Linked DNA regions of Mus musculus: all the other regions are linked to region 1. A link is a contact called in public HiChIP or PLAC-seq data. All regions are on one chromosome and are shown on one strand. Each heading gives the region's core, a stretch centred on a gene start, on an enhancer-like site or on the middle of the called end of the contact. The rest is flanking DNA. Distances are from core to core; before and after follow the strand shown. Region 1 holds the start of Rpl38 (ribosomal protein L38). Region 2 has its middle 8.0 kb from the start of Gm39468. Region 3 overlaps Sdk2 (sidekick cell adhesion molecule 2). Region 4 overlaps Sdk2 (sidekick cell adhesion molecule 2). Region 5 holds the start of Sdk2 (sidekick cell adhesion molecule 2). Region 6 overlaps Sdk2 (sidekick cell adhesion molecule 2). Region 7 overlaps Sdk2 (sidekick cell adhesion molecule 2).

Region 1 (2,918 bases), core at 174-2,673:
AAACCTCACGGTTAAGCGCTCATCCTCCGGGGTGGGGGTGGGGGGGAGGGGTGGGGGGGAAGGCTCTCCACAGTAATAAGTACAAGGCAATTACATTCTGTTGTGAGTTATTAAATTGGGGGGGGGGGGAGACAAACATAATAAAATGGAGACATTTGTAGAGCGGTTGAAATAAAATAAAAGTGGTTGAAAATAAAACCACTACCTAAAGTTTCCTGGAGCCTAACCTTCAAGGCATTATCATAAAGACTAACAAAGTGCTAAGGAAGTTAGAGCCGGGCGGGAACCCAGTCGGCAGACGGAAGCAACGCTGCCTTCCCAAAGCTGTCACTTCTTACATGTCTAAAGAAGCAACGTAGCCGGGCGTGGTGGCGCACGCCTTTAATCCCAGCACTCGGGAGGCAGAGGCAGGCGGATTTCTGAGTTCGAGGCCAGCCTGGTCTACAAAGTGAGCTCCAGGACAGCCAGGGCTATACAGAGAAACCCTGTCTCGAAAAACCAAAAAACCCAAAAAAAAAAAAAAAAAAAAAAAAAAAAAAAAAAAGAAGCAACGTGTGGTGAGAGCTGGCCTGAGCTGTCTGGCCAGGGGAGGCTCAATTCTTGACCTGGATAATGGGTCTCAAGATGCAATAAAGGAGCCATTTCTGATTACCCAGGTGGTTGCAGAAGTTCTGCCCTGCACGCAAGTGAGGCACATAGTGGCTCTTTGGACTATCATTTCTGCTGGGCCTGTTATAAGCATGAAGAAGGTAGGTGACCCAACCCCGTCTCAAATAAACAAATACATAAATAGCCAATCACTTCTGGACCTGGAGCTATCGCTCAGTCCTAAGAGCACTGGCTGCTCCCCCAGAACACCGGGGTTCAGATCCCAGCACCTACGAGGCATTTCACAGCTGTTTGTAATTCCAGTTCCCCTGGATCCGATGCCCTCTTCTGGCCTCCATGAGCATTGCATTCATTTAATGCACAGATATACAAGCAAATTAAATATACACGCAATAAAAATAAAATGTAGCCGGGCGTGGTGGCGCACGCCTTTAATCCCAGCACTCGGGAGGCAGAGGCAGGTGGATTTCTGAGTTCGAGGCCAGCCTGGTCTACAAAGTGAGTTCCAGGACAGCCAGGGCTATACAGAGAAACCCTGTCTCGAAAAACAAAAAATAAAATAAAATGTAAAAAAAAAATAATAAGATGAGTGACAGAAAGAGGGGACAATAGGGGAAAGGATAAGAAGGGAGGTGAGGGTGATGCTGGCAGCCTAACGCCATTGCTATAAGAAGCTGCACTACTAATCTGAACCAGAAGAGGGCAGGGCTGCTGAAATTGAAATGATGAACGCATCCTTTCTGGTCCTTTGCAGACACCGTACTCAGTTTCCTCTGTTGGGCGGGGTTAACCGTCCGGAAGCGGAAGCCTCGTTCTTTCCCCGTTCTCTTCGGTTCTCATCGCTGTGAGTGTGCTGGGCAGGTGGGGAAGGGCGTTCAATCCGGGGCGATCCGCAGCCGGGGAGGGCGCAGGGAGCACGGGTGTGCGGGGAGCGAGGGAGGGAGGAGGGAGGGGTGCGGCGGGCGGATCGGGGAAATAGGATCGCGGCCGGTTAACTCGGGATTGTACCCCGCAGGTGCGGACGCCAGAGCCGAGCCCGCGTCGCCATGGTGAGTGCGGGACGAGGGACCGGGGCGGGCTTGGGCGTCCCCCGGACGCGCACGTTCCCCCGGCTCATCTTCTGTCCCTCCTATGTTACAGCCTCGGAAAATTGAGGAGATCAAGGACTTTCTGCTGACAGCCCGGCGGAAGGATGCCAAGTGTAAGTGCGGGCTCCCGGGAGGCTCAGGGCGAGCCCGAGGGACGGGCGGAGGGAGGCATCGGGCGGCTCGGAACAGCAGGTTATGGCGAGCTTGGCGACCCAGCGTGTCACACTGAGGTTGGCATTGCCACGTGTGCACACCCCGATCACAGCGAGCCTTGTAGTTCAGTACCGGGCTTGCCCGCGTGGTGGAGTCCGGAGAATCCCTGGGAGTTAGAAGCTCTCCAGGGCTGCGTAGCGAGACCCTGTCCTTAAAAAAAAAAAAGAAAAAAGTGTCATTTACCAGTAACCTTCAGCTTCCAAATAAGCGAGTGCGAGGTGACGAGACAAAGCAGAGCCAGTGTGCTGGCCCAGGTCTGCCTGCTTAATCTCGGGCCGAGGCAAGAGAACTGAGCATCCAACGCTATCCTTGGCCTACATAGCAAGGCGCTTGCTTCTTCCTGCGCTGGGTTCGCTCCTGCTCGGCATGAGCTGAGATTCAGAGCCAGGCCTGGTGCACAGACTGCAGTCCCCGAATTCCGGAGGCAGGGACAAAGGGATGGGGAAATGCTAGGCTCTCCTTGGTTACATTGTCTCGAAAATAGATTAAAACAAGCAGGTTCAAAGTTGTTTGTCGGCTCCTGCTGCTTTCTGTATTGTTCTTTCATACACGAAGAGGGAATTGTCTGCTACTTAAAGGATGTTTGGGGAGGATGTGCCTAGCGAGAAACCTTGGGTGATGTTATCTTCCCATGGCAGCTAAAAAGAGGTCTGGTCTTCTACTGTGTGAGATAGCCCTATGGGCCTTCCTTTTCCTCCCCAGATCGGACTTATAAACATCAGATAATGAGCGGAAGTAGACCTAGGTGGGCAGGAAGAGCCTTTGCAAGGTCCTTAGGTGTACTCTGTCACGTCAGACAGGCTGTTGCCTCTGATGTGGTTGTCTGTGGGCCGGCGGCCACCGGCCTGGCGAATGTCTCCTGCTGGTGGGCACAGTGGGGTTTGCTGGTGTTTTCCATCCGGCCTGTAACATTTGGCACTGCCTTCTCAAGTCTCAGCTCGGCCACGGGCCACAGTTCTTTTCTCCTGTTTAACTTTAAGAGTGTGGAATCAGAGGTCATGCCTCCAG
Region 2 (2,787 bases), core at 26-2,525, 890 kb before region 1:
GGTGTTGGTTAGGGTGGGTGTCCCTGTATGGGACCACAGAGGCACTCAGGAGCTGGTGGTGGCTGTCTGTGGGTCCCCTCTTTCCCCCAGTGATGGTCCAGCTGGCTGGCTGCACGAATATGGTGGCACCTTCACTGTGTGCCTCTCGAGAAGGCGAGGGGAACCCCTGCCTGGGGCAGTCTAATGTGAGGTTCTGGCACCTTTAGAAATGCTGTCCAGGGCGGTCATGGACAGCAATGACAGAAGGCCTCTAAAAGCAAGGGCTGGCAAGGCAGCCTAGCTGTGTCCTTGTTCCCTCTGATTCACGGGCAGTGTCAGGTTTGTGGTGGAGAGGGGAAAGGAGAGGCAACAGCGCGGGGGTTGTAAACTCCCTGTTGCTCTCCGGAGGAAGATGCTCCTGGAACCCAGAGCAGCTATTTGGTTAGTCTTGGCAATCTGGGAGCAGAGCCTGCAAGAATGCAGGAGGCAGGCGCTGCCAGGAGAGGAGAGAGCCGTCCCAGCGTGCTAAGTGTGGGCTCCTGAATACAGGGCAGATTTCCTCAGGGCACAGAGAGGCAACAGCAAGAGGGCTAGGCGTGTCCTTCTGTGACCTTGTTCCCCATAGTCACAAGACAACAGCCCTGGCCTCACAGGCTCAGGAAAATGAAAGCTTCCCCTTACCCAGGGTCGGTGCCCGCCTGCCATACCCTTAGAATATGGTGGGGTGTCTAGGTGGAGTTCTTGGGATGCTCCAGTGCCCAGCAGAAATGTAAACATAGGCCAAAAGATCTCATTGAACAACCTAGAGTTCCGCAGCTGGACACCTACTGGGTGTCCAGCTGTGGCTGTGGCTGTGTAGCTAATAATTCCCCCCCACACCCCTGGCAGGCAGTGCCTAAACAGAGGCTCTCACCCTAGGCTCATCTCCGAGTTGTAGCTTGTAATGTGCTCAGCTGCTTGGGTAATAGGTCTCACCAAATACCCCAAGTGCAAGTGACCCAGGCTGTCCGTGCCTCCTGAGGATGAGAGACAGCCAAGGGGCCGTCAGAGGGCATTGCCAAGAGCCCCTATGTTAGCACACATAGATGTATGCTCTGTGCATATCTTTATATGCTTATATGCAAGCCCAAGTGGGTCTGTGCCCAAGGATGCCAGCACGGGTTCCAATGAACACATGGAGGACCTCAGTGCACAAGGTGATTTGTTAAAGGCAAAGGAAAATTGGCCTCCTGTGCAACACCACACACACACACACACACACACACACACACACACAAATGATTTTTTTAAAAACACATTCCCACTTCCTCTTTAAAGCTCCCTCACTGGGCTGGGCTGGGCTGGGCTGGGCTGGGCTGGGCTGGGCTGGGCTGGGCTGATAATTCCCTAATGTAAACTCACAACATCCTTAAATGGTTAAAGCCTCCGAAGACAGAGGAAAAAAGAAAAAAAAAAAGATGGGAGTTGTTTTAAAAAGACACAAGGGACAGACGGACAGTGAGCGTGGCAGTGTGAACTCAGGCAGCCCCTGCCTCTGCGGATGTGCGGCTTTGGCGATGTCAGATGCTGCGGGGGCTGGGGTCCAGCTGACTGACAAAGGTCAAGGTAGCCCTGGGAAACCTGTGTCCCTGGAGGGGCAAGGTCTCTGCCAATTTGTAGTCCTTTGGGGACAAGGCTGTGCTTCCTGGCTTAAGAGCCTTCGCATCTGCCTAAGAGAAGTCACTGTGAAAAGCAAACTGTTCACTCCCAGCAGATGGGTCACCTGCCTGCTGAGCTGGCTTCCCACATCTCTCTTACAATATCCCAGGGGTCAGGTGTGTAGGGAGGAGAGACCACATTAATACTCAAGTATGTTTTTTTTTTTTTTCTGAGACAGGATTTCTCTGTATAGCTCTGGCTGTCCTGGAACTCACTTTGTAGACTAGGCTGGCCTCAAACTCAGAAATCCACCTGCCTCTGCCTCCCAATTGCTGGGATTAAAGGTGTGCGCCACCATGCCCGGCTCAAGTATGTTCTTAACTCGGGCTTTGACCCTGGCTTCTCTGCACAGTGAGAATTAGCAGGGACTAGAGACTGCTGAGAATGGCTTCAGGTTCTCCACTAGGGCCTCTCAACAAGGCCAACAGTAACTGCTCTGCCGACTCCCAGCAACTCTGACCCTTTATTGAATTGGACATGCCCCAGTGAAGCCTATGAAGGAGGCAGCCAAGCATTTCCAGCAGTAGGGCGAGCTTTAGGCTGATTACTGTCCCCAAGGGCCTAAGTCAACCCAGGACATCAGAAAACCACCTCCCCAAATCCTGGAGTTGGAAGGCCTGGAAGGCCAAAGCTGATGAGAAGCTCAGGTCCCCCATGGTTATTTACAGAACTTTCCTGGGAGGAACAGCTTTCCTTCCATCAGCTATTCTTGTCCCTTGATGCTATCTGACCCGCCTCTCCTGGCTGGGCTGACCACGCATCTCAATTGCTGTGTGCAGTTTGGACAAGGCTTCCCAGCTGGCCCTTCTTTGGTCCTTCCCAGCCCTGCCTTCACTGAACCCCGCCTGGGAGCTGTTAGGGGGAGTTGAAGTGACCTTTTGTGGGGAAGTGGACCGTGAAAGGTAGCGTGGTCCTCGGTTGAACTAAGGCTAGAAGCCCCAGAGACCGGCTGCCCCACTCCTCAGACTGCACTTCTTCTCCCCCTCCCCGCTAGGGGTGTCCCGGGACTTCCCTGCATCCCAGCACCCGCCCTGCGATGATGGCGTGGGATGAGTGCAGTCTCCCTGCGTTCTGCTTCCCCAAGCGGTCATGCCCTGTGGTAGAGCAGAC
Region 3 (2,700 bases), core at 41-2,540, 850 kb before region 1:
CTTTGATGAGTCAGGTCATGTGTGAGTGAGGTCATGCAGACCAGTCAGTCTTCCTGGTGGCTTCCTGGTGGTTGGCTCATTTCACATAACACAATGTCTTCTGGGTTCATATAGCTTTGAGACAAGAAAACAAACAGACCGTCCCCAAGAGCAGACAAATAAATGGGTAGCAGGAACCTGGGAAGTCAGGAGGCACTACCAAACATGAATTGGGTGGAGATTCGAGTCCATGCCACCATGACCAGCCACGCACCAGGACACACACCTGTAATCCCAGCATTTGGGTAATGGAAGCAAGAGGACTAGAGGTTAAATGTCATTCTTAGTGACACAGTGAATTCAAGACTAGTCTGGGTTATATGAAACCCTGACTCAAAATATGGCATCTACAGCAGTGGCTGTTATTAAAGTATCAAAAGATAACCAGCCCTGGGCCTGGAGAGATGGCTTAGCTGATAAGAGCACTGACTGCTCTTCCACTCCTGAGTTCAAATCCCAGCAAGCACATGGTGGCTCACAATCCTCTGTAATGGGATCCGATGCCCTCTTCTGGAGTGTCTCAAGAAAGCTACAGTATACTCATATACATAAAATAAATAAAAAAAATAAATAATTCTTGAAAAATAAAAAAGAAGAAGAAGATAGCCAGCCCTCTGGTGAGAAGCTAGAAGCCTCCTGTGCCATCATTGGAAATGTAAAATGGCATAGTTACTGTGGGAAACAGTCTGGAGTTCTTCAAAGAAAATTAAAAATAGAATTACCATATGATCCAGCAATCTCATTTCTGGGAATGTATCCAAAAGTATTAAAATCAGGATCTTGAAGAAGATATTTACACTCCCATGTTACGCCGTAGTAAGAGCCACAAAAGCCAAGATGTAGAAAATCCAGGCACTCTATTGCACACCTGTCACCCCGCACTTGGAGGCTGCCGGTCACAAGTTCAAGGTCACCCTTGGGGACATAGCTAGTTTAAAACCATGCTGAGCTAATGTAAGACCCTGTCTCAAAAAACAAACAAAGAAACAAACAACCCCTTCTCATTATGTCAGTGGGTGAAATGATGAACAGCCAGCATTTGTGCATTTACAATGGATTTCAAATTCTGCTTTCAAAGCAGGGAAGTCTTGCCACTTAGAGGCACGTGGACCTGCGTCCTCCTCCTGTGAATTCCACAGCCTTTAGACTGCTATGAACACCTGAAGCTATGGGAGGGCTACGTAAGAGGTCACCACAGCACATGCATCTAGGGAACTACAACAGGGCAATGACTCACGGTCACGCTGGCCCAATGTTTCCCTCCCATAGCTGTGATCCCTGCAGGAGGAATCCGCCCGCCCGCCCGCCTGCCTGGGACCGTGAGGGACTTCACTGCTATCATGGCAATGCCAGTTTGTTGTTGTTGGGGGAGGGAGGCAACTCTGGAATGGAACCCGTGGCCTTGTGCATGATAAACAGCTGTTCTCTGGTTTAGTCACTTTCTCAGCCCTTGTTTGTTTTAGTTACTGACACAGTCTCATGCAGCCTGGAACTAGCTATGTGGTTGAGGAGGACTTTGAGCTCTTGATCCCCCTGCCTCCACCTTCAGAAAACTGGTATTATGGGTGTGTTTTGCCACAATCAAGTTATAGCCCTTGTTTTTATTATATTTAAAATTTTTAGTTATGTGTACACACATGCATGCGTGTGTGTGTGTGTGTGTGTGTGTGTGTGTGTGTGAGTGTCCCTGTCCGTGTGCCACTGTGCACATGAGTGCAGGGTCAGAAGAAGGTGTCAGAGTTCAGGGAGCTGAAGTCCCAGCCAGCTGTGGGTGTTGAGAAACGAAGCAAGTGATCTTAACTAGGGAGCCATCTCTCCAGCTTCACCCTTGTTATTTTTGGGCAAGAATTTTGATAAGTAGACAAAATTAGCTATGAGCCTACAATGCTCCTGCCTCAACCCTGCTTTCCATTCCAGCTCGAATGATGGGTATATGCTGCCATGCCTGGGCCAGTGGCTCTTCATCCATCTATCTGCCTATCCACTCACTCACCTATCCATCCATCCATCCACCCACCCACCCATCCTCCATCCATCCAACCATCCATCAATCCATCCATCATCCACCCATCCATTCATTTTTGAGACTTTGTAGCTTGGCTAGCCTTGAACTCATAACTCTCAGCTCCTCTTTCCCTCAGTACTTTGGTGGCTCTCTTTTATTCATTCATTCATTCATTCATTCATTCATTCATCCATCCATCCACCCGTTCACTCATCCACTTTGAAGACGATGTAGCACTAGCTGACCTTGAATTTATAATTCTCCTGTCTCACCCCTACTTTCTTTCTGTACTTGGATTACAGGCATACATCATAATATATGACCAAATAGTTTACTTTTAAATTTATTAATTAAAATTTGAAACCCTGTATTCCTGGCTGGCCCAGAACTCACCATGTAGACCAGGGTGGCCTCAAACTCACAGAGATCTGCCTACCTCTGCTTCCTGAGTGCTGGGATTAATGATGTGTGTCACCAAGGCTCTGTTGGCTCTCTTTAAGGCCACACTGACTATATTTTTGTCTGTAGAGGACTAGATGACCAAAGTTTTAGGTTTTGTAGGTCTCTGTTGCAACTATAGAAGTCTGTTCATCACTTTTTTTTTTTTTTTTTTGAGACAGGGTTTCTCTGTATAGCCCTGGCTGTCCTTGTTCATC
Region 4 (2,919 bases), core at 252-2,751, 740 kb before region 1:
CAGAATCTAGAACCTGCCCCATTACCTCTGTCCCCTCTGCCCTGCCCCTCCAGGCCATGTTGTACCCAAACATTCTCTCTGGACTCTCCAAAGTCACCCTTGCAGGTGACTTCAGAAGCAACTTCTGGATGAAGCAGACCAGAACCGTGTTAATTAGGCCCAAGGGGACCTGCTGGGAGCCACCATCTGGAAAAGGTGCTTGTGAAGCCACTGGACACTGGCCAAGCCTGAGCAAAGGCTCGGAGATCAGAGACTGCAAGCCTGGTATTTTTCTGCAGTTTTCCCAGGACATAGACCCCATCTTGTTCTAAATCTAGGCTGGCTTTATGGTGCCCCCCCTCACCCCACATGTGATGGCACAGGTCTCAATGGACTTGCAGTGTCTATATGCCTCTCAAACGAGGACCCCGAGTTTTCCATCTGACTCAGAGTCCTCCATGTCAGAAAGGAGAGGCCACATGAGGAGAGAAGGCTAGCCTTGGACTCACTCAGGAGTTTGCCTAAGTGGACTATCAGTAAATAGGGTCAGGGGCCAGTCCAGTAGGTACTCATAGAGAAATGATAGTTTGTCTAAGCCACCAAGGTTTTTTTTTGGGGGGGGGTTTGGATACAGCAGTATGTCCCTGTCTGGAGACAATGCTCAGAGTCAAGTCAAGCATGTCCCCACAGGCAGGGTCCCATTCTCTAGGAGTCTAAGGTGAAGGAGAGAGACCGTGGTGGCCGCAGGCCTTGGATTGGCTATGGTTGGTCCTTAGGCCTGTGCCCAGGCTCTTTCAGGGAATGGTCTGTCCTGGTTCCTATATTTGTGTCTGAGAAAGGACCTCTCTCCCTGAAGTCCTCCTAGGCTCACAAGGACCTCTCTCCCCAGCCTTCTGGGGCTCCCTAGTGCCTGAGAACCACCCCCATGCTTGTTCATTCTGAGCCCGCATTCCCTCCCTTCTCTCAGCCTCTGCAGTCCCCACTAAAATCCCTCCTGTATCTCTCATCCCTCTTCCATGTCTACCCTCTGGGGTCTCTGCTGCCCCAAAGACTTGGGAAACCCTAAGGAAGAGATTGGAGTTGAATTTAGAGCCTCAAGGCAGACCTTGAAGAAGGCCTTGGTGGTGGTGGGGCAACCTTCAAGGAAAGAACATCAGAGAAATTCCAGGAAGGGTCAGGAGGGAGGAGGAGGGGTCAGGCAAGAAGGACAGCCCCAGGAAGCGTGGTCATGGTCAACTCTTTAGGCATTTGTCCTGGTCACCTGTCTGCACAGTCCTAGAACACAGTGAGATATTTGATTAGTTTCTGTGTCCTGGCTGAGAGCCAAGGGTAGGGGGCACAGGAAGACTTAAGAAGGGTGGGGCGGGGGTGGGGGAGCCCCTCAGGACAGCTGTGCTCTCTAGCCCAGTTGTGCAGAAAGGATCAATGATCATCTCATTTGCACGCCTTGAAAGGTCCCAGAACAGAAGCATATGGGCCTTGGCCGGCTGGCAGAGCCCACCTCTCCCGGCCTCCCCGTGGACCTTGTGTGCACGCCCTACGCCCATCCATGTGTGATAGTTACCAGGGATTCGGGTCAGATTCGAGCACGTCAATTTCGGGTGATGGATGATCAAATCCTTCTTAATTTGCATGCTAAATTTCTTTGTGGTGGAAATAAATAGCCTCAGTTCATCAGAGACAAGCTTTCTCCAGCCTCGCTTCCCTGCTTCCCTCGGGCAGCAGCCAGTCCTTCATTTGCATGTTCTGCACTTCCTACACTAGGAAGTCTAGAGGTACAGCCGCTGGTCCCCAGGCTACAGGGACCGGCCATGGGAAATCCATCAGTTGTTGGGGAAGAGGGCAAAAATGAGAGAGAAGACACTTGGGTGGGCATGTGAATTATTCCAGATGATTCCATGGTCCCTGTCCTGATCCAATTTGGGTTTGAACTGTGACTCTGGACAAACTTTGCTTGTCTGGGACTTAGTCATCTCTTCTCTCACCTCTTCCCCTCCTCACCCCCTCCTCTTTTCCCTCCTGGTTCTCCTTCTTCTCCACCTCTTCTTTCCTTCCTCTCTTCCCTCCTCCTTCTATCCCCCCTCTGCTCTATCCTCTTTCCCCTTTCTTCTTTCTATTCTACTCATCTTTCTGCTTGTTTGTTTTGGACAGAGGTAGCCTGAAAATGGGTCTTACTATGTAGCCCAGAATGGCCTGAAAATGCCGCCAGTCCTCCCGTCCCGGCTTCCCATTTGCACACACTCCAAGTCTCTGCATCAATAAATGTGTCCTGGCTGTGAGAACAGAGTGAGAACAGGAATGACCGTACCTGGGACTGTGGGGAGAGAGGCGGAGACACAGAAGGACACACCATGCCTGAAGACCACTGTTCCCCTCTGCCCGCCCCAGCCACAGAGGGAGTCTAGGACTTCATGGATATGCCCTGCCTGACCTGCCATTCTTAGGTCTGTGATCCCAGATTTGTACCTGTGAATACATGGAGATGTGGAGATACTGACAAAATGTAACAGGTATCCATGGGGAGTCGGGGCAGAGTGGAACCTCTGATCCAGGGCCTTATCTTCATTACAGTGGGGCCCTACCCATGACACCCTGGACACTACCATGCCCCCAGGTGCCCAGCCCAACTATGGAATGCTACCAAATCAAGCCAGCTCCTGACATCCTTTTATTTATCTGGCAGGCTGCTGCTCAGACCTCTGGCCCAAGGGGATTTGAGTAGAACGGGTAGACGCTTAGGATGACCTGGGTTCCAATTCCAACTCTGACAACATCAGTTCTCACCCTACCTCTAGGAAGTTACTTCTGCCCAGAGCCACGATGGGCCAGCCGTGAGACCAACAGCTTGGCCTGGATGCCAGACAAGGCCCTCTGTGTCTGTGTCCGTGCCTATGTCTGTGTCTGGGATGCTCTCAAGGCTTCTGCTGCCCCCCCTCCCCA
Region 5 (2,994 bases), core at 25-2,524, 600 kb before region 1:
CCAAACCCCTTCTCCAGTTCCACGTGGAGAAAGTCACCCATACCGTACCTTGGGCCCCGGCCGAGTGGATCCGATGCAGGGCCAGTAGAGTCCAGAGCGGCAGCCTCCACATGCTGCTGAACATGCTGACCGAGGGGTCCTCTAAAGTGCCCCCTCTTTGCGAGTTGCTTTATAATCCTTTGGAGTCCCGGGAGACTGTGTGGTCAAGTCCTGGACGCTATGCCCGTAGGGGCCGCACCGGCGACCCCAAATGCTTTCCCCTCTTTCTGCGCTGGCTATTCCGTAAAGCGAGGGGGAGAGCAGAAAGAGGCCAAGCCTCCTCTCAAATTCGGGGTGCCTGTATCCCTTAGCACCCCGACTCAGACTACGTCTCATAGGCAGGGCGACCCCTGCGATCCGGCCTGGTCGCTGGATGAGCTCCCGAATCAGAGGACAACTTCAGGAAACTTCCTCCTGGTGGCCACGTTGCCCGCCTCCCGCCCCTCCCCGCCCCCTGGTTGGGTTCTCCCGGGCCGACGTAGTCACCGCGGTTCCAGGCGCCGGGCCCCTGGGACTTGATGTAAGCGGAGCACAGTAGCAGGCGCGGGCGCCGGGTGTCTTTTAGAAGGGGCGCAGGGCTCGGGGGGCGCGGTTAGCATAACGGTCCGAATCTCCCCGGAGCCGAAGTTTTCTTCTCTTCTAACTTTGCAGAAGGCATCTAAGCGGGGCCGAGCCACCCTTCTCAGCTCCACGGTCCTCGTGCCCAATTCAGTGATTTCGGGGGTACCTCCCCTGGGGCTTCGGTGCGGGGCTCGCCCTAGGCTCTGAGCACCTCCGGCTAGCAAACTTTGCGGGTCCCACGGCCCGGCGCGCAGCCCCGTGCGCCCATGTCTGCGCCAGCTGCGGGCAGGGATGGATGCCCGGTTCGGGTACCCGGCTGGGCGGCCCAGGTTCCAGCCAGCGCCTGGGCACCGCGCCTCTTGCGGGCGATCCTGAGGAGGAGACCGGCGGGTCCTGCTCTCCGCCGCACCCGGGATGGAGCTCGGCGCGAGCCGCACCGGGAAAGCCCTGCCGGCAGCTTTGGGATCCGGGGTTTCGGCGCCGCCTCGGCCCCCCGGCGTTTTCGCCCGGCGCGGGGACCCGAGTCTCCACGGCTGCTCCCGCGCCTCGGCCGCGCCTGCTGCTCGCCCACCTCGGCAGCAGCTGCCTCGCAGAGCCTGGAGCTCTGGGCTGCCCGGGCTCAGCGTCCTCAGAGCTGCTCTGCTGCCGAGCCTGAGAGTCTGCCTGCGCCGAGCTGGAGCTGCGGGGGCAGCGGGAGCCGGAGACGAGCGCGGCGGAGGCGGAGACGCGGAGAGGGGGGCCGAGCGCTACCCCGTGGCCGCGACTGGAGCGCAGCCTGCGCGCAGGGAGGGGGCGGCGGCGGCCCCGAGCCAGGCCCGGGAGCGAGCCCCGCAGAAACCCAATCCGTGTGCGCGGCCGCGGACGCCTGGCGTCTCCGGGACCCACCGGAGGGCAGTAGCGCGGGCTGCAAGCGAGCCGCTCTCTCTGGCCCGGTCTTCTAGCTTCAGCCCACCCTCACTCCTCCCTAGAAGGCCTTATCCCAGTCTCCCATAGGATGAAGCCCCCAGTACCCCTCTGGATTCGACCAGGCAGAACAGTTTGGGAAGGGTGTGTGTGTGTGTTGGGGGGGGGGGGGGTGTCAACCGGTTGATTCCAGTTTTTCCTTCCCAGGTCAGACTCTTTAAAAGTCTGGAAACGCTCAGGGCGGAGAGCAAGATAAAGGGGAAGCCTGGGACTTGCAGAAGGCTGAGAAAGTGAAGTTGGTGCCAAACTCGTGCGTTCTTTGTTTCTTCTTCTTCTTCTGAGCTCCCCCTTTAAAGGCACATTAGCAGCAGAGACACAAAGGAGAGAGCCAGAGGGGTCCTCCCTCGTGGCCCAGGGAAGGGAGCAGAATGTACCTTCTAGTGTGGGAAGGCCAGGAGCTGGAAGACCCCTTTAACAGTTGTACTTACAGGCAACAGACGCCTCTACCTCCGTGGGCTCTTTTCTCTATTAAAAATATTAAAAGTAATATTTTGCGGCTGTGTTGGCGTAAAAACAAATATATTACTACATATTAAAACATTTTCTTTCATTTAAAAGTTCATTTAATTTTTCCCCTGATTTTAAAAGAAATTAAAACAGTTCCGTGGGTTTCCTAAAAGACGGTGTAGTCCCTGGCACTGAGCCTGCTGGGAAAAAAAATCAGTCTTGCAAGGTTGGTATTTCGGCTGGAAAAGGAAGGGTTGAGGCCCGTCACCTTTGCCAGCTTTTCTCTTCATGCCTCCAGGGCCCAGGTCTTCGGAGACACACCCCTGTGGTCTTCCAGTTCTGGTCATTGCCCTTCAGGCATCTCACTGACTTCGAGAGCTCTGCCTCATCTTCTCCAGTCCCCAAGCCTCTTCTCATCGCTATGGACGCAGGCACTGAACACCTCTCATCGCTCTACTGTTCTCTCCTCACCTGCCTTGGAAGAACAGCTTTGAGCATTTAGTGGAAATAGACGAAAAACCTAGCCTGCCTGTCTTCAGCTTTACATTCGTCCACTTCAAACCCTGCTTTTGTCTTTCTCCCTGGCAGTCTGAACCTAGTCCGGGCCTAGGGCTTGTTATCCGACTGAGTTTTTGACTGAGGAGTGGCTTTGGGGATAAGCAGCCTAGATCTCTCCCCCTTAGGTGGCCACGCCCCTCCCATCTCTGAGAAACCCAGATTCTGCCTCTCTACCCCCAAGCCCCAGACTCTGAACTACACGCTTGAGAGCTCAGGCCCTGCCCATCCCATCAGAAACAGCTGTTCTTTAGGGTGTTGTTACAGGGCTTGCTCACAGAGGGGGCCTGAGAGTCAGTTTTGCAGCAATTGCTTCTTAGCCAGCAATCGGAGCAGAGACACTGTCTGTGCCCTTGGGCTGGAGTTCGTGTGGGTACCAACGTCTGAAACCTTGGTGGATTTCTCCATTTGGGTCCAGTGCCCAGACTT
Region 6 (3,009 bases), core at 307-2,806, 620 kb before region 1:
GGGACAAGCTCTGGGTTTGACTGAGAGATCCTGCCTCAAAGAATAAAGTGGAAAGAGCAGTGGGAGAAGATTCCCAACATTGTCAACCTCAGGCTAACACACACACACACACACACACACACACACACACACACACACGTGAGCACACACACATATACAGACATGCATGTATGCACACATGCACTTTCACACAGAAAAGTATCCCCCACGTATGAATACACATGCATGCATCAAAGTTTCCTACACATTAAAAAAAAAAAAAAAAGGATGAATAGAAATATCTTCAGAGAGGCTGTACAAATGGCCACCTAACAATCATGTTAAAAGTGGGAATATCATTGCTCACTGGGAAAATCAAACCATCAACCCATGCTTGTGACCTGGAAGCAGAACCATTTGAGGAGGAGGGGAAGCATCAGGAAAAGGGCAGAGGCACAAAGGGCCGCAGTGGGGAAGGATGGTAGATTGATCTTCAAGTCCTTAAACTAATATTAAAAAATCAAACCCACTATGGGGCACCACTGCATACCCACCAGGAGAGTTACAGTCGAATGGAAAACGGTTAAGAGTTAGCATGAAGATATAAAACTTCACACATTGCTGGTGAGGATGTAAAATTGTTCAGCAACTGGGGTCCACAGTTAAAGCATGCACTGCTCTTTCAGAGGAGCCGAGTTCAGTTCCCAGCATCCACACCAGGTGGTTCATACCACTTGGAACTCCAACTCCAGGTGCTCTGACTCCCTCTTCTGGCTTCCATGGGTACTGCAGTCACACGGTACATACACATAGATAGATACACAAGCACACATATAATCTTATGGATAAGATAAAGTGCCTGTAAATTATTCAGTGACTGCGGAAACAAAAGCTTGCTGGTTTTTCCAAAACAAAAATCAGATAAAGAGCCATCACAGGATTCAGAAATTACATTCCTGTATATGTGTGTGTGTGTGTATATATATATATACATATATAAATGTATATATGTATATATATACTGAATATTCAAATATATTCATTCATTCATAGCATCACTTCTGAGAAGAACAAAGAGTCTTGAAAAGCTTCAAAATATCTATCAGATTTAGTGAAAGACACAAATAAAATGATCCAAGGGTAGGGTGGGTGAGATAGCTTAGAGGGGCACAGCAGTTAACACATATGCCTGATGACCTGAGTTTGATCTCTGGAACCTATATAAAGGTGGAAGGACAGAACAGATTCCCCAAAAATTGTCTTCTGATCTTCACATACATGCTATGACATGCACACATACGTGCGCACACACATATATACACATACACACACACATATCCTACACATACACAAACAATACAGAAAATAAATTAAATATAAACATTGTACAGATGTGGTATAGCTAGCGAACTGCAGACAGGACAAATGCAAAGCAATCCGGATCTAGATACATCACCGTCAAACTTCTGAGAACCAGTGATTAAGATTTGCAAAGGGGACGAGGGATTGTATGTCCTTCAGCCGCCTAGCCTGCACGTCCCAGCAACAGAACAAAGAGGAGGGGTGCGGCAGCACAGACAGGGGGACCTAGCCATGTGGTCCTTTGATTCTGCATCCCTCACCTCACCCCTTCATCCTACGCTGTGCAGGGAATGCTGTGCCCCACATTCCCAAACTTCAGAAGCCTTTCCCAGCCTCGTTCCAGCTCAGCCACGGGCTGAAGTACTTTTCTCCCTGTTGAGCAGAGGGGTCAACCAAAGGGGAAAAAGTCCTTTTATCTCTGGGTTGACAGAAAGTCAGCAAACACGCTGGACCCGCCCCTGTGCCCCACTGCGTCTGTGTGTCTGTGTAGGCAGATCCCCCAGCAACGCAGCCACAGCCTCCCTGACCTGCAGGCTGACCCTCGGGGTTACACAGCCTGGAATTGTTTTCATGTGTGGGACAAGTTTCCTGAGCTCAGGGCTGGGGGGCAAGTCCTCCATCTTCCCCCTCCTTGCCTTTGCTTTCCTTTCCTCTCAGCCTGTTAGTGTTTTAGTGGGAGGGAGGCAGAGAGTATTACAGCCCAGGCAGAGTGAGTGGCTTGCTCTGCCTCCTACCTCCTACCCTTGATGGGATCACTCGAACCCCCTCCCATGTCTGGACCCTAGAAGAACCATATGAAAACTTTTGGCTCTAGGAAGGTCCAAGAGTTTTGCTCCGTACCCCATGCCTGCATGGGTAGAGCTTGGCAGGTCTGTGTTCTAGCTTTGGAGAGCTGGAGCTCTAAAGTCCTGGGCTTAGGATTCAAGCGCCTTGGCTCCCTGGCCCCGTCCTTGTAGGGACCCTGCATCCCTACTGTATCCATCCTGCTTTTACTGATGGTCCTGTCTTCAGGTCTCAGCTCCTATGGTGACCTCCAAGCCTCATATACCAGCCTGCATCTCTAGGTGCTAACAACAATGGATCTTCCTGTCTCCAGTTCAAATGTCCCATCTTCCTGTTCTCTCCATGGGGTACCATCTCTTCTTCCCATTTGGATAGTGTTTCCCATCTTAGTTATACTTACTTAACACATATTTATGTCATACCACCTGTGTGCCTGCAACACTCCTAGGAACTTTTGTAAAATAATTCAGTCCTTATGGCTGCCTCATGGACTGAGTACCCCAGTCCATGTAGTCCATGTGAGTACCCCAGGGTACAGGTGAGGAAATGCCAAAGGCCATTGACAGAGTCTTGCTTTGGGGTTCTTATGCTACCTATGAGCTCAGTGGCTCTCAACTGCTTTGAAACTGAAGCCTTATCAGCAGGCTGGTAGGGGGAGGGCTGCTGCCCAGGCTCTGAGAGCATGAGAAGAGGAAGGTGATGGAGGGTAACCGGGGAAGTTAAGATGGTACCCTAACCAGCCGCCTACTCTTTCTTCCCTGCTCTGCAGGGGTGGAGATGGGCAGGCACACTCAGGTCTGACTGCCTCAGGGCCAGCTCTCCTGAAACCCCCAGACCTTGTTTCCCTCGGTAGCTTCCCCTCTGCCTGTGGCTCCAGGCTGGCTG
Region 7 (3,123 bases), core at 403-2,902, 680 kb before region 1:
GCTATGATTGCTAGAGATCACAATGGGATATGTGTAGGGTAAAGGGCAAGGGAGGTGGCAGGTGGCTGAGGTTCTGGCTTCCTGGCCACTCTTCTCCATGGTCAGTGGTGATCTCTATTCCTGGTGGATGCTTCCTGTCCAGGAGATGCCACACCCTTCGGCCTACTGGGGAAACCACTTTATCCTTGTAAGCCGAGGAATTGTCCTGGGGTGGATGGATTGACATCTGGCAATAATCAGAGAGACAGTATGGAAATCACACCACATCTTTACCTTGGTGATGGACCATTCTGAAAGGAAGCTAGTGGGATGAGGGAGGCTGTGAGATCAGAACCTCTCACATCCTCAGCTGATTGTCTAAGCCAGGGTGGGTATCTGACCAGAGTCCAGGGAGGAAAACAGGATCTAACTGTTGTATTAAGACTGAAGTTTACTCCAGGGAACCATCTATGGGTGATGGGAGGGCTGCTAAGCCAAATGGGGGTAACATAGTAACCAAGAGGTTGACAATTTAGAAAACCTGAATCTCTTCAAGGTGCTGGGGTCTGGGAGGAAGCAGGGTGAGTCTACAGCCCACCAAGAGATGATGTCATGAGCCAGACATAGCCATCAGGAGTGCCAGTATAGACATAAAAGATGGGGGAAAACCCAGCATCTGTTTTCCTCCGCTTCCCATATCTGGCCAGGGCCTCCTGTTACTAAACCCAGCTTGCAGCCAGGTAACTTCAGAGCCCGAGGAACTGAGAAGAGAGTTCCTTGCAATTCAGGCTGACTGTAGCAAAGCTGAGGAAAATGGATCCAAGAAAGAATAGCCTAGGTGGGTACAGGGGAGCAAGATGACATGCCCGGCTCTGGCTCACGCTGCCTTCCTTACTGCCTGGTACCCAGGCCTCATCCGACATCGCTGGACAACGACATCTGGCTCCTAATCAGCTCCTGGTGTCTTAGAGATAAATGTCAGGATGCTCCCAGCCCAGTTCCATCCATCAAGCTCCCAGTGGCACCTCGCACGGCCAGAGACCTTGCCCACCAGAAGCTCAATCTCCCAGACAAAGAACAGAGCCAGAAAAAATAGAACACATCAAGGGCAGTCATAGTGGGGCTAAGTCAGCCTAGGAGTCTTGAGGCTCCTGCCAAAGCCTAGCGGTGAGGCTTTGGGCCAGGAGGGAGGGGTGGGGAAGGGGGCTCGCCTGCTATTTGTGTGTAGAGAGTGCAGTAGGGACTGGAAAAGAAGCCTAGATCTTTTCTAGGGCATTTTCCTGCCCATTTTCCTCTTTGGTCCATGCTATACCAAGCAGGCTGCAATGCAGCCCTCCTTCCCTTCCTTCCCCCAACTTAATTGAAAAAGGCTAGGCTGCCAGTTAAGGATAAAGTGGTAGAAAGGGCAGGGGCATGCCTGCTCCTCAATAGGATTACAAACACCAAGGTGACATACCCTTCTACGATGGCCCCGCCCCTAAGGAAGGAGGAGCCTTAGCAGGCTGATCCCACCCACTTCACCAGGCTGCCTTCCGAACCTAGATTCCAAGAGGCAGTGAGACCCAGGCATCCTGGGCACCTTACTCCAGGCTTCCCCTCAGCATGAAGATTCCGTTAAACTGAGAAGAGGCAGGGAAGAGAGTGGAGGGGGCGGGAGCTGCATTAAGAGAGCTGTGATTGGATGCCAGGCTGATAGATGGGTGAGGAGACCAACCAAAACTGTTGGACATCTGGAATGACAGGCAAGCTCCAGTCAGAAGCAGATGTCGCTGTAGTCCCCCTGCTAGCCTCTCCCCCCGGCCAGCTTTATCCCCCCCCCCCTTTCTGGGGGCACAGTTCTAAATCTCTTTGACATAAAATATCGTTGGAGATCCGAAGCACAGAGAGATTAAAAAACAATAAAGAGAAAGCAAAACTCTTGACTATAATTACCAGCCTCTAGCCAGCAGCAGCAAAAACGCACTAAAATTTTAATAGGAACCACTGCATTTAATTTAACGACACATTTTTTCAATTACCAGAATAATTGTTTTATTCATAAAATGAGTTTCAATAAAGAGGGTAATTTTCCTTTGTTTTTATTATTCATTTGTGCAACATATTTGAGATAGAATTCCCGCATGTTAAGGCAGCTTGGTGAGGACTGGTGACATCTGTGTCATAAGCAGCGGCAGGGTTGGGGTGATGGAGGTGGACATCCTCAAGCTTTGGGGAATGGGGGCTGGCGGGAGTCACAGCTGGAGGGTGTGTCTGCACCTGGCCACTGAGAGTCGTGGAGTGAACCCAGACTCACTTTGTCTCTCCTGGTGATCCTCTGACTCCCTTTGCTGTGTTCATGGATGTGACACAGGAGCCTAGCAATGCAGGGTCATCTGCACCGCCGGAGCAATCCAGGAGCTCCCAACCTCTCAGACTGGCATCCTATGGATCTGAGCCAAAACCAGAGCTAAGCATCATTTGGGAGGAGGGAAGAAAGCCGGGCAGAGACACCGTGCAATAGATCCAGCCTGTTGCTGGAGGAATAAGGGTTCATGGCACATAGGTCCCTTGGTCCTCAGTCTTTAGCCTCTCTATATTAAGTCAGATCATTACAAGGAGCCACATGCACTGGGTGTCCATTGCCTGCTACCTGGACTCACTTCTTAGCATCCACACCGCCATGCCCATGTTTACATTTCTTATCTCCTTCTTTCTATGTACTGGGCATCCAAACTAGAGCTTTGCACACACTAGGCAAGTGCCCTGCCATTCATTGGGCCACACCTATGTCAGTGACAGGAAGAAACAGACACACGTCTTAAGTGGTCTGTGCCAGATCACAATAGTAGGCTGTGGGGGGAGCAAGATTTGAACTTGGCCCAGCTGATTGCAGAGCCTGCAGCTGATGTTAACGTGGTGCCAGCCGCCGTGGCGTGGTGGTGTGGGCTGTGTCTCTGGCAGAGCTTCTTTGGAACTGACCCCCCCCCCCTGCCCCCGGCATGTCTAGCTCTGGTTTCATTTACTCTGCACTTTAATTCTTTGCCTGGCAAGCCTCTCCGTTTCGAGTGCTTCATCCCAGTCTCCTGGCTGGCACTCAGAGATAGGGACAGTCACTGGCAGAGGAGCTGTTGAGGAGGAGCACTATCTGGGCTGAGTCTGTGCTAC

What was found. HiChIP or PLAC-seq counts read pairs in DNA pulled down with a chosen protein or histone mark.
Region 2: an H3K4me3 HiChIP or PLAC-seq map of bone marrow-derived macrophages shows a contact between it and region 1, with 6 times the contacts expected there. The contact joins the enhancer-like site here to the promoter of Rpl38 in region 1. A contact is called at or near these places in 5 of 115 datasets of contacts at active chromatin or transcription factors (bone marrow-derived macrophages, cardiomyocytes, embryonic basal ganglia and 2 more).
Region 3: an H3K4me3 HiChIP or PLAC-seq map of bone marrow-derived macrophages shows a contact between it and region 1, with 6 times the contacts expected there. The contact joins the enhancer-like site here to the promoter of Rpl38 in region 1. A contact is called at or near these places in 1 of 39 promoter capture datasets (embryonic stem cells) and 7 of 115 datasets of contacts at active chromatin or transcription factors (astrocytes, bone marrow-derived macrophages, craniofacial prominence and 4 more).
Region 4: a contact with region 1 is called in an H3K4me3 HiChIP or PLAC-seq map of embryonic midbrain, with 5 times the contacts expected there. The contact joins the enhancer-like site here to the promoter of Rpl38 in region 1. A contact is called at or near these places in 4 of 115 datasets of contacts at active chromatin or transcription factors (embryonic forebrain, embryonic limb bud, embryonic midbrain and 1 more).
Region 5: an H3K4me3 HiChIP or PLAC-seq map of forebrain shows a contact between it and region 1, with 7 times the contacts expected there. The contact joins the promoter of Sdk2 here to the promoter of Rpl38 in region 1. A contact is called at or near these places in 1 of 39 promoter capture datasets (neural stem cells), 1 of 484 Hi-C or Micro-C datasets (embryonic stem cells), 14 of 115 datasets of contacts at active chromatin or transcription factors (astrocytes, cardiomyocytes, craniofacial prominence and 10 more) and 1 of 9 other capture datasets (pancreatic islet).
Region 6: a contact with region 1 is called in an H3K4me3 HiChIP or PLAC-seq map of craniofacial prominence, with 4 times the contacts expected there. The contact joins the enhancer-like site here to the promoter of Rpl38 in region 1. A contact is called at or near these places in 7 of 115 datasets of contacts at active chromatin or transcription factors (craniofacial prominence, differentiating embryonic stem cells, embryonic basal ganglia and 4 more).
Region 7: an H3K4me3 HiChIP or PLAC-seq map of embryonic limb bud shows a contact between it and region 1, with 7 times the contacts expected there. The contact joins the enhancer-like site here to the promoter of Rpl38 in region 1. A contact is called at or near these places in 1 of 39 promoter capture datasets (neural stem cells) and 8 of 115 datasets of contacts at active chromatin or transcription factors (astrocytes, craniofacial prominence, embryonic basal ganglia and 5 more).

The regions. Positions count from the first base shown.
Region 1 is chr11:114,667,157-114,670,074 of GRCm38.p6, forward strand. It overlaps Rpl38 (ribosomal protein L38), which reads left to right and starts at 1,424. Exons shown (of 4, transcript NM_001362918.1): 1 at 1,424-1,658; 2 at 1,750-1,810. The coding sequence starts at 1,656.
Region 2 is chr11:113,776,741-113,779,527 of GRCm38.p6, forward strand. It overlaps a transcript of Sdk2 not described here. Among named protein-coding and RNA genes, the nearest start is that of Gm39468, 8.0 kb to the right of the region's middle. Within about 2 kb of position 1,276, at least 74 of the 459 cell types and tissues checked have an H3K27ac peak or open chromatin away from gene starts, as enhancers often do. A contact at or near this core is called in bone marrow-derived macrophages, where this site is marked.
Region 3 is chr11:113,815,856-113,818,555 of GRCm38.p6, forward strand. The region is part of intron 36 of Sdk2 (sidekick cell adhesion molecule 2); the gene reads right to left. Among named protein-coding and RNA genes, the nearest start is that of Gm51930, 13 kb to the left of the region's middle. Within about 2 kb of position 1,291, at least 28 of the 459 cell types and tissues checked have an H3K27ac peak or open chromatin away from gene starts, as enhancers often do. A contact at or near this core is called in bone marrow-derived macrophages, where this site is marked.
Region 4 is chr11:113,928,835-113,931,753 of GRCm38.p6, forward strand. The region is part of intron 2 of Sdk2 (sidekick cell adhesion molecule 2); the gene reads right to left. Among named protein-coding and RNA genes, the nearest start is that of Gm51929, 110 kb to the right of the region's middle. Within about 2 kb of position 1,502, at least 6 of the 459 cell types and tissues checked have an H3K27ac peak or open chromatin away from gene starts, as enhancers often do.
Region 5 is chr11:114,065,755-114,068,748 of GRCm38.p6, forward strand. It overlaps Sdk2 (sidekick cell adhesion molecule 2), which reads right to left and starts at 1,275. Exons shown (of 45, transcript NM_172800.3): 1 at 49-1,275. The coding sequence starts at 124.
Region 6 is chr11:114,046,380-114,049,388 of GRCm38.p6, forward strand. All of the region lies in intron 1 of Sdk2 (sidekick cell adhesion molecule 2), which reads right to left. Among named protein-coding and RNA genes, the nearest start is that of Gm51929, 6.5 kb to the left of the region's middle. Within about 2 kb of position 1,557, at least 23 of the 459 cell types and tissues checked have an H3K27ac peak or open chromatin away from gene starts, as enhancers often do. A contact at or near this core is called in craniofacial prominence, where this site is marked.
Region 7 is chr11:113,989,104-113,992,226 of GRCm38.p6, forward strand. The region is part of intron 1 of Sdk2 (sidekick cell adhesion molecule 2); the gene reads right to left. Among named protein-coding and RNA genes, the nearest start is that of Gm51929, 51 kb to the right of the region's middle. Within about 2 kb of position 1,653, at least 88 of the 459 cell types and tissues checked have an H3K27ac peak or open chromatin away from gene starts, as enhancers often do. A contact at or near this core is called in craniofacial prominence, embryonic basal ganglia, embryonic limb bud and 1 more, where this site is marked.